Linked DNA regions of Arachis hypogaea: region 1 is linked to region 2. Evidence: chromatin contacts called from public Hi-C data. All regions are on one chromosome and are shown on one strand. Each heading gives the region's core, a stretch centred on a gene start, on an enhancer-like site or on the middle of the called end of the contact. The rest is flanking DNA. Distances are from core to core; before and after follow the strand shown. Region 1 holds the start of LOC112794213 (probable N-acetyltransferase HLS1). Region 2 holds the start of LOC112796329 (serine carboxypeptidase-like 50).

Region 1 (4,864 bases), core at 108-2,607, 560 kb after region 2:
GGATAGTGTCTATGTCCAATGGATACAATTCTTTGGTTTTCAAGATTCTTTTGTACAAGGAAATTGCTTGATCTATGTTCACCTTCTCTATTTTAATATCCCTTTCAGAAATATGCTTTGTTGGTAGGCATGTGCTAGTGCTAGTTGGATGAACAAAAATGACAAGTGAGCTGAGACTCACATAGTTGCACTTAAGAGCAAATAGGGCTTTGGATGCTTCATTGTTCTTCTCTGTTGCTAGGTATGAATACTCAGCTCCATTTCTCACCATCCATTCTTCAAGTGAGGTAACAAGTTTTAATGCAACCCCTTTTCTCCTGCATATTTGAATGATAATTTACATAATTTTTTACCAACATGCACTATGACCTAATATATATATTGTTGTTCAAGATATTTGTTTGGTTAAAGTTATTAAATAAATATATTGAAAATCTAAGGATGTATTTGATTTATGTTTTTAGTTTTATTTTTATTTTTAGTATTTTTTGCTTTTTGAATTTTGTAAAAAAAATTATAAAAACAATAAAATTATATATTTTTACCTTCTATTTTCTCTTTTTTTTTTAGCAAAATTTTAAAAATAAAAAAGACTGAAAATAAAAATAAAAAAAACGCAAACCAAAAACATCCCAAATTTCTTATTTTTCATTGAAAAGTTTTTATATTAATAAGTTTAATAAGGGTTTTTAGCTAAATTGTTAAATTTATCGGATTAAAACTAAAGAAAGTGGATGTTAATTATATTATTACCTGTAAGTAGGAGAGACTCTAAGGCCTATGATGCAACCCATCTTCAAGAGTGAACCAGGAGGAGTAGTAGTCCCAACATTCTTAATGCATTCCCTAACTACCCCTACAATCTCCTTGCTTTCAAGAAGTTCAGCTACCTGCATTTATAATAATTATTTATGAAGCAAATAATAAATAGTTTAGTCTAGTATACTTCAATCACGTGATATAAAATAATGCTTTGTAAACATAGGATATATAGGTTTTTTACCCTACTTTTAACTATATATATAAAATAGATTACAAAGTATGGAACATAGATAATGTAAACTTTGATTAAGGGGTAGAAGAAAAATTTTGATTTTAATTTGGACAATAAATCAGCAGCGGAATTACATTAATTAAATGATGAAAAGATATTAGGTACATACACATACCAATATAACACGGATGGGGTAGAACCTAATCCTAGACAAAGGGTCACCCATCATGTTAGTGAAAATGGAGACCCCTTTTTTGGTCCCTATCTCACAGTTCCTTTCAAGCTTCTCCACCACCTTGACATCCCTTTCTTTATCAAATTCCCTAACAATAAGAAACTTGCACTCGGTAGTGCTGTTAACCATTTTTTCCTCTATTGGCTAAATGATGTAAAATAGGGTGTGCTAATCTATAAGGAGGTGAAGGAAAAGACTTTCTATTATGAGAGTTAGGTCTTTCTTGATTTGGATCTCACTCAAGTCTCAACGAATTCTCATTAAGTGCCATCATTGGTTCATTGCTTTTAATATTAACAGGGACATCATAAAATAAATAGGATATTTTTAAAAAAAAAAAAAGAGATCGAATTAACTTTTAATGAGGAGGAAAGTATCGTTTTTGTCCCCACGTTTGAGGTATTAAATCGTTCTATTTGAATCCCTAACATTTATAAAAGTGATTCAATGTTATCCTGACATCAATTATATTAATAAATCAGATTATATTTTTCAATTATTCTCACTTGGATGTATTCATTCTCAATTATGTCTTGTTTAGATATGTTCGATTTTAATATTGTACCCACTATTTATGTTTAGGTTCAATTATGTCTCTAGAAAAGTCAATTATGTAAATGTTGCAGGAATTAGTTTCAACTTTTGATGAGTTATTTTTTGGAGTGAATCATCGGTTCTAATTTAGGCATTTGTATTATAATTTCAAGAAGAGATTTTTAAAACTCAAACTAAAGCTCATGATATATAATTGATGACAAGATAACATTGAATCATCCTTACAAACGTTTGTGATATAAATAGAACGATTTAAATATTAAAGATACAAATAGGACTTATTCTAAACATTTGAGAGAAAAATAATATTTTATTCTTTAATTAATTAATACTAACTAATTTTTTATTGTAAAATTATTTTTTTAATTCTATCTTTTAGAAGGTTATTTTAGAGTTTATAGAATTAGGATTTAAAATTTAGAGTTTATAATTTAAGATTTAAAATTTAAGGTACAAAACTAATTTTAAAAAGTTGATAAATGTTGGATTAAAAAGTTAGCTCTCTAGTTAAATTCTATAGTTTTGTCTAATTTAATTTAATTTATTTTTTTGGCAGTGTTTTGTCTAACGGTCACTACAATGCAAGAGTATGCATTTTAAAGAAAGAAAAATTATGTCCCCCCCCCCCCCCCCCTAATTTGTCTTATTCTTTTGCTAATGTATTTGTAATCTGATATGGTTTGGTTTGCTTATCATCACTGGAGCTAATAATGACTTTTATAGCTTATATATGTTTTATTGACAATTTGGCATCACTGCTATTTTATTAAATAAAAATATAATGGAACTGAAATCAGTTTATTTTCTGTTGTTTATAAAATTATTTAAGGTCTACAAATTTTAAAGATGTATCAATAAGGTAATTAGTCTTATTTAAACTACATTTTTAAAAAATAGATTTATTTTTGATAATATTTTTATCACATACGAATATATACACTACCTTAAATAAAATAAACGAGAATTAAAATAAAAATGACACTCAAACTTAATATGAATAAAGTCTACAATAGGATAAAGTGGTATTTTTTATGGTTTATTATAAAGAAGTTGGATTTTGAATTGAGATTTATTGACTGAATTCCTAAATTGTTGATAATCGTTTTTTATACGGGTTGTGGAAGGTTAACCCTATGTTTTTTTAAATTAAATAGAGGCATCCGTCAAGGTGACCCTCTATCATCTTTTCTTTTCTTATTATGTGCAGAAGGATTTTCCTTCTTTTTAATAAAGCAGAACAAAACAGTCTCATTTGAAAAATTCAGATAAGCAGAAAATGTCCAACTATAAATCACTTGTTATTCGCTGATGATTTTATTCTATTCGTTTAAACCTCAGAAAATAGTTGTACCTCTATTCTAGAATTATTGGAATCTTATGAGAGTTTCAGTGGATAAAGAGTTAATAATCTTAATAAATTGGCCCTGTTCATTAGTAATAACATTCCAGAACTGATTAGAACTTTCGTAGCAGTCCAGCTAAATATTTCTCACATAGGTGCACAGGATAAATATTTGGCTCTACTTTTCTTTATTAACCGCTTTAAGAAAGTCACTTTCAACTCAATCAAAGATAATATTTTCAAAAGGATACAAGGATAGAAAATGTGCTTGTTATCTAATGGAGGAAGACAGGTATTACTCCGGATACTTGGTGAAGCCATACTAATATACATATTGTCATGTTTTAAACTTTCGGTCAGCTTACTAAATAAAATTCATAGTATTCTAGCTAGGGGTGGCAAGTGGGGAAGCCCGCCCCGCCCCGTCCCACCTAGTGAAGCGGTCCCAGAATCCTAACCCGCCCCGCCTAATGGCGGGTTGGTGGGCCGGCGGGCTAAGCCCGCCAAATATCATTTTTTTTTTTACTTTTAACTATTAAATAATATATAAAGGCATAAAAAATCTCTCCTATTTTTTACTTTTAACTATTATAATTTCTATAAGTATAAACAAATTATAATTTTTATATTCACAAACATTAAAGTCTTTGTAATTATAAATATCTAATAAATATAATTATAAACTAAGTTTTCATCCAAAACATAATTATAAATATTGTTCCCAAAGCAAAATAAATATAATTCGAAACATAATTATAAATATTGTCTCTAAAACAAAATAAATATAATCCAAAACACTCAATTTTCATCTTCATTCTCTTGTAAGTTGGGTTGGAAAAAGTTGAGTTTCGGCAAAAAAATTGTAAAAATACCCCTTGCTAAAAAAATACTAAGCCCGGCGGGAAAGCCCGTCCCGCCCCGCCAAAACCCGCCAAAGTCCGCGGTTTAAGCGGTGCGGGTTAGGCGGACTTTTACTATTTGGCGGTCCCAATTTTCCAGCCCAACCCGCCTTTTTTGGCGGGTTACGCTGGTCGGCCCGGCAGGTTTAGGCCCGTTTGCCACCCCTAATTCTAGCCCAGTTCTGGTAAGGGCATCAAGGTTCTGAAAGATGAATGGTGTGGATTAGTTGGGATAAGATGACTAGTTCTAAGAAAGAAGGCAGACTTGGTTTCAAAGATCTAAGGATTTCAAACCTGGCTCTTTTGGGTAAACAGTGCTGAAAAACCTTGGCTCAACTTAACACTCTTCTTTCTAGAATACTTAAAGATAAATACTTCAAATTTAATTTTATCCTTACAGCAGAAGTAGAAACCTTACCTTCTTGAGATTGGCAAAGTATTCTTGAATGGAGGCGAGTTGTAGAGAAAGGTATTAGTTGGAAAGTAAGTTCTAGTGATATCAAAATCTTATCCGAACCATGGTTCCCTCCTTACTCTCCATTGTTCCACCATCTGCAGTACTACTATTAGATAGTTACCATCTTTTATGGATAAAAGACCTATTTTTGTCAAATAAACAGTAGAACCAAGTATTAATCTCAAACATTTTTCCTCCAGAAATTGCTCAGCGAATCCTCTCTATAACCCCATGAGAAGGTGAAGACACAATTCAATGGGTAATGAACAAAGCAAAAACATATGATATTGTATCAGGATATAGGATTGCTTACCAATTTTACCATACCTCCATTGAATTTTATCCGAACCTTATACAACAGAGGTCATTTTGGAGCCATTTA
Region 2 (5,394 bases), core at 1,882-4,381:
AGATATGTTCTACAGGCTGATGGTGATGGAATACATGGTGATCGGAAGGGGAGACAGGAATGTAAGAGTAAGAGGAAGAAGAGGGGAAAGAAGAGAAGTCAGCATAGCATGGATGGAGGTGGAGAGCGAAAGCGGAAAAGAGTAAAAATCTGTGAAGAGGTTGAGAAGAGTGAAAAGCCTAAAGAGGGAAGAGATGAGGCACAACATCAGGTTTATGATTTAGGTGATGTTAGGACTGATGAGCCAATTAGTGTGGTGAGATGGACAGAAGAGAAGGGGGAAGAAGCACTTGACCAGTCAGCTGAAAGGATTGGAGAGCAGAATAAATCACAAGGGGCTGGAGTTGTAGAACAATATGTTGAAGCAGAGCCTCTAGCACAGGAGTCACAGGATCAGGTATTATGGTGTTTCTATCATTCTTGGCATGTACTGTTGGTACTTGATAGTTATCATTCATGTGGTGGAGCTGTTAGTTGTTAGTGCCATTTTATTGGAGCTCGTTTACTCGTTATATCCAAGAATCTGCTTGATTAGAGAGTCTTAGGAAAGCTTTTTATAAGATAAGTGTCATATTGCTACAATATTGGGATTTGCTATGCTTTCATTCAATCTAGAAAAGTCAAATTATTTAATAATGTGTACTTGGAGTTAATTTGATGGCATTTGAAGCTTTCCTATGCAGGACAGTATTGGAGAACAATTGGCATTTTCTTTCGTATATATTTGTGCCTTTCTTTCTGTTTTCAATAAAGGAAAGCTTAGTGCTATAAACTTTCCACTCTGCCCAGAGTTCTTGTAAGGGTTGGATCCACTATGTAGATCTGTATTAGGAAGCTTTACCTTGCATATTCGCGAGAGGCTAATTTAACCCTACTCTGGGTCATTTGGTGACAACCCTTGTCCTTTCCTTATCAATATTAGAAAGAAGGGTAAACTACCAAAAATGTCAACATGACAAAAAACTAATTTATCATATGCATAGCTTTCATGTTATCATTACCTTTCCTTTAATAGGTCAATATAAAAGATTTAATTTCCATACATTTAAAAGTCCTCTTAAACATGTTTATTCATTGATTCCTTATTTTTTTTAAACTTTCATGACAGGAATTTGTTTTATTCTTTTTTTTTTTTTGCCTACTGACCATCATCCTTTGTTCCTTAAATTATTCAGAGAAATATAATCTTATGCTTATTTTTTGTTCCATGTAACTATGAGTATGATGATATGCTTTTAAAATTTGTTGCCGGGCATGATGATATTCTTTTAAAAATTTGTTGCCAACAGTACTCCATAGTGCACCCAGAAACAATTTGTTCATCCCTCCCAACTGTGCCGAATGTTATTGATTACCAGAAGCCACTTGATCTTCCAAATTCAGAATGTGTACTGTCAGAAGGACAATTGAAACAACAAATGTCTTCTTTGGATGTTCCTGAACAAAAGCAAGATGGGAACTCAATATCTGGTGATCCTGAGAAGCATTCTCCAAAGCGCCAATGCAGAGGGAGGCACCTGAAATCTATGCCAGTTGCAGACGATCAAGAGGAGTCCTTTTTACTGTTACGTGACCTTATTCTTGATGCACAAAAGCCCAAGGTAAATATTATCGAGAAGCAGTGGCAGTCATCTCCTCAAGTTCAAGTTGCAGGTCAAGGAACGCACAAGGAACCAACAATGTTTAAAAACAAAGCTATGTTAGCTCCTGAGAATGTTCATAATGATCAGCCGCTGCATGGAAATCAAGGATATGAGAATCCAGTGTCTGGGAATGCTGAGTATTGTCCAGCTAAGCGTCCCAGAGGAAGGCCCTGTAAGTCAGAGACTGATGCAAACAACCCAAGGGAGTATAGTCGTGGCAGAGGCAGAGGCACTGGTAGTGGTCTAGGTCTAGGTCTAGGTCGAGGTAGAGGTAGAGGTAGAGGTAGAGGTTGTGGTCGGGGAAGGCCTCGTAAAATAGATCAAGATGCAAGCCATTCTGAGCAGCACCTGCAAACGGATGATCAAGATAAGCAGCTACAGAAAGATGATCAAGATCAGCAGAATTCTAGGGGTAGGGGTAGGGGTAGGGGTAGGGGTAGAGGCAGAGGCATCAGCAGAGGTAGAGGTGATGGTGCATGTCGAGGTAGAGGCAAGGGGACTGGTAGGGGGAGAGGGAGGCCTCGGAAAATAAAGCTAGACACGAACACAAACCAATGTGAGGAGCAGTTACAATCACAAGATCATGCTGAAGGTCTGGTTAACTTAGATAATCCGATTGAGGACGATAATCAAAGTTTGCAGCAGAAGCAACAATCAGATGGTCAGCAGCAACAAGAGCAAGATCAAGGTTTGGTTTCAGAATCAAAACCTGAATCAAAAGAGGCCTCTAAACCTGATATCGGATACAAACCAGAGCCACCAATTGAGACTCAATTACAAGCACCTCAACCTCAGGATAATATGGTCTCTTAAACCTGATCCAAGGCAGCCCTAGCTGGAACCATGGCCATGGACTTTCTCTGACAAGTCTTTCACTTTTGGACCCAACTTAGGCGCATGGAACATGTGAGTGGAAGTTTGGAATATGAAGTTAACTTAGAAGCAATTTTCTTGTGGGATCTGGAGTTTGTCATTCTTGTGGCTACAGTACATATTTCAATCAGAGTTTATGTAGTATCATAGTTTATTTCAATCATGTTGTTCTTGTTTTTCTTGTTTTAACTTATTCGCATGGTGGATTGTTGATTGTTATAGATATTAGATAACTAAACAAAAGTCAATTGTTCGAATTATTATCCTTGGTGCAAATTGATTGATGTGCGTTTTCATGATCATGATATAATTAAAAAAGCAACAGATGTTATGTGCTTGCAGAATATTTATTCTTCTAGTATTTCATTTTGGGATAAAGCTACTAACACCTATTTAGGGGTGATAATTGATAGGATAGGATAAGATTTAAGTTCCATTTTATTCTTATTTGTGGATTTAAACCCTCGATTTGAATCTAATTTGCATCTTACACCTCTTAACTTGACCATATTTAATTAAATTTATAAAAAGTAAATTGTTTTTATTCAAACATAATATTTAGTCTTTCAAATTTTATAATATTAAATATTATTATGTATTATTAGCAAATTAAATTGGTAGTTCAATGACTCTAAGCAGCAAGAGTTGGCCAGATACTAGAATCTGGCCTTACACGCTGTTGACCGGTTGCCAACTCGTTCCGATCGAGTTTGAGCGGAATGAATACCTGTTGGTGTGGGTGGTGCTGGGAACTCTAACCTTATGTGAAACATTCTCGCTTAGGCCTTAACAGATGAAATTGCAGGTGCAGCCTGTGGGGTGGAATTCTTTTTCTTTTTCTTTGGCAAAATGATGATTTTTATTTTTTACTTCAATTTCTCCCTTTTCTACGTTAATATAGGTTACTTTTAAACTTAAAAAATATTAATGTGTTAAGGTTAATTTAACTTTTATATTGTTACATGTTTATTGCACGTTGCTAATTGATGATTTGTTTTGAGAAAGAATCTCTCACGCTGAACACCACCAACAGATAAAGCAGGTTGAAGGACATAAAACAAAGATCTTTTTTACTTTCTTTTGCATAATTGCATCTGATTCTGACACGTAAGTAGGTAATCTAGGAGCAGATGCAGATCCATCTCTGAAATAGTCAAACAAATAGCCTCACACTATTCTTTCTGCACAGTTGGAGAGTCGAGCACAAAGCAAATGGAGTCAACTACCCCCTTCTTCTCCATCATCACGACCCTTATCTTCTACTCCTTAGTCTCACTCTCAGCTTCTTCAAATCCAAACAATCCATTCCCAAAAGAAGCTCTTCCTACTAAATCTGGTTACCTCCCAGTAAGTACATCATCTTCCTCTGCTATCTTCTATGCTTTCTATGAAGCTCATAACTCAACTTTACCTCTCTCCCAAACCCCTCTTCTCATTTGGCTCCAAGGTGGTCCCGGATGCTCCTCCATGATTGGCAACTTCTATGAGCTTGGACCATGGACTCTCACTGATGAATCACCCCTTACACTTCACCCTAACCCTGGTGCTTGGAACAGGATCTTTGGTCTCCTCTTTCTTGATAACCCCATTGGTTCTGGATTCAGTGTAGCAGCAACAACACAAGAAATCCCAACTGATCAAGATGGTGTTGCAAAGCATCTCTTTGCTGCTATAACAAGGTTTGTTGAGCTTGATCCTGTTTTCAAGAACCGTCCTATTTATATTACTGGTGAAAGTTATGCTGGGAAGTATGTTCCTGCTATTGGATACTATATATTAAAGGAGAATTGGCGGCTGCGCGGTTCTAAGAGAGTGAATTTGGCTGGTTTGGCTATTGGAGATGGGTTGACTGACCCTGTTACACAAGTGGTTACTCATGCTGTTAATGCTTATTATATTGGTTTGATCAATGAGAGGCAGAGGAATGAGTTGGAGAAGGATCAATTGGAAGCGGTTAGGTTAGCGCAGATTGGGAATTGGAGCGCTGCAACTGATGCAAGGAATGTGGTTTTGCGAAAGTTGAGGAATGTAACAGGGTTGGCTACTTTGTTTGATTACACAAGGAAAAAGCCCTATGGCGATGATGTAGTGGATAAATTCTTGAACAATGTGGAAGCTAAGAAGGCCTTAGGGGTGAAGAATGAGTCACTTGTGTTTGAAGGATGCAGCGATGTGGTTGGCGCCGTGTTACATGCTGATGTGATGAAGAGTGTGAAGTACATGGTAGAGGAATTGGTGAGGAACACTAGGGTGTTGTTATATCAAGGTCAGCATGATATTCAGGATGGAGTGGTTCAGGTCGAGGCGTGGGTGAAGACGATGAAGTGGGAAGGGATTGAGGATTTTTTGAATGCAGAGAGGAAGATATGGAAGGTGAACGGAGAGCTTGCTGGCTATGTCCAACAATGGAAGTCACTCACTAATGTTGTGGTGTTAGGGGCAGGGCATCTTTTACCTTCTGATCAACCTGTGACATCTCAAGCAATGATTGAAGATTGGGTCCTTGAAAAAGGTTTATTTCAAAGTTTGCAGCATCATGAAAATGTGTCAAGAAATTCATTGTGATTGAAGTATTGAACCATAAGTGTTGTAATTTTGTTAGCAGGAACTGAACAACTCTTGGTTTAGGGACAACTTCCACTTCTTTATGTACCAATAAAAAAGTTAACTTTGTGATTTAAGTTACCTATTGGAAGTGAATTTCTTGTTGGCTTAGTTATTATTTATGCTTCTATATTAGTCATTTTGCTGAAACAATTCACATTTTCATCCTTAACAACATCGGTAGAAACTGCATGAATATAATTATAAATGAGGAATGTGTGCAACTTATTGTAGCAAAGTTACTCCTCCATATTCTTTGATCGAATTTGGATTGT

Evidence for each region. A called contact is a pair of places that touch in the nucleus more often than the background predicts.
Region 1: a contact with region 2 is called in a Hi-C map of leaf, with 7 times the contacts expected there. The contact joins the promoter of LOC112794213 here to the promoter of LOC112796329 in region 2. A contact is called at or near these places in 2 of 8 Hi-C or Micro-C datasets (both in leaf).

Annotation. Positions count from the first base shown.
Region 1 is chr4:13,817,082-13,821,945 of arahy.Tifrunner.gnm2.J5K5, forward strand. LOC112794213 (probable N-acetyltransferase HLS1) reads right to left here and starts at 1,358. Exons shown (of 3, transcript XM_025836320.3): 1 at 1,170-1,358; 2 at 754-890; 3 at 1-317. The coding sequence starts at 1,358.
Region 2 is chr4:13,250,597-13,255,990 of arahy.Tifrunner.gnm2.J5K5, forward strand. It overlaps LOC112796329 (serine carboxypeptidase-like 50), which reads left to right and starts at 3,132. Exons shown (of 3, transcript XM_072235082.1): 1 at 3,132-3,320; 2 at 3,705-3,862; 3 at 3,963-5,230. The coding sequence starts at 3,983. The coding sequence ends at 5,080. It overlaps LOC112794668, which reads left to right. Exons shown (of 3, transcript XM_025836654.3): 2 at 1-396; 3 at 1,289-2,675. The coding sequence ends at 2,455.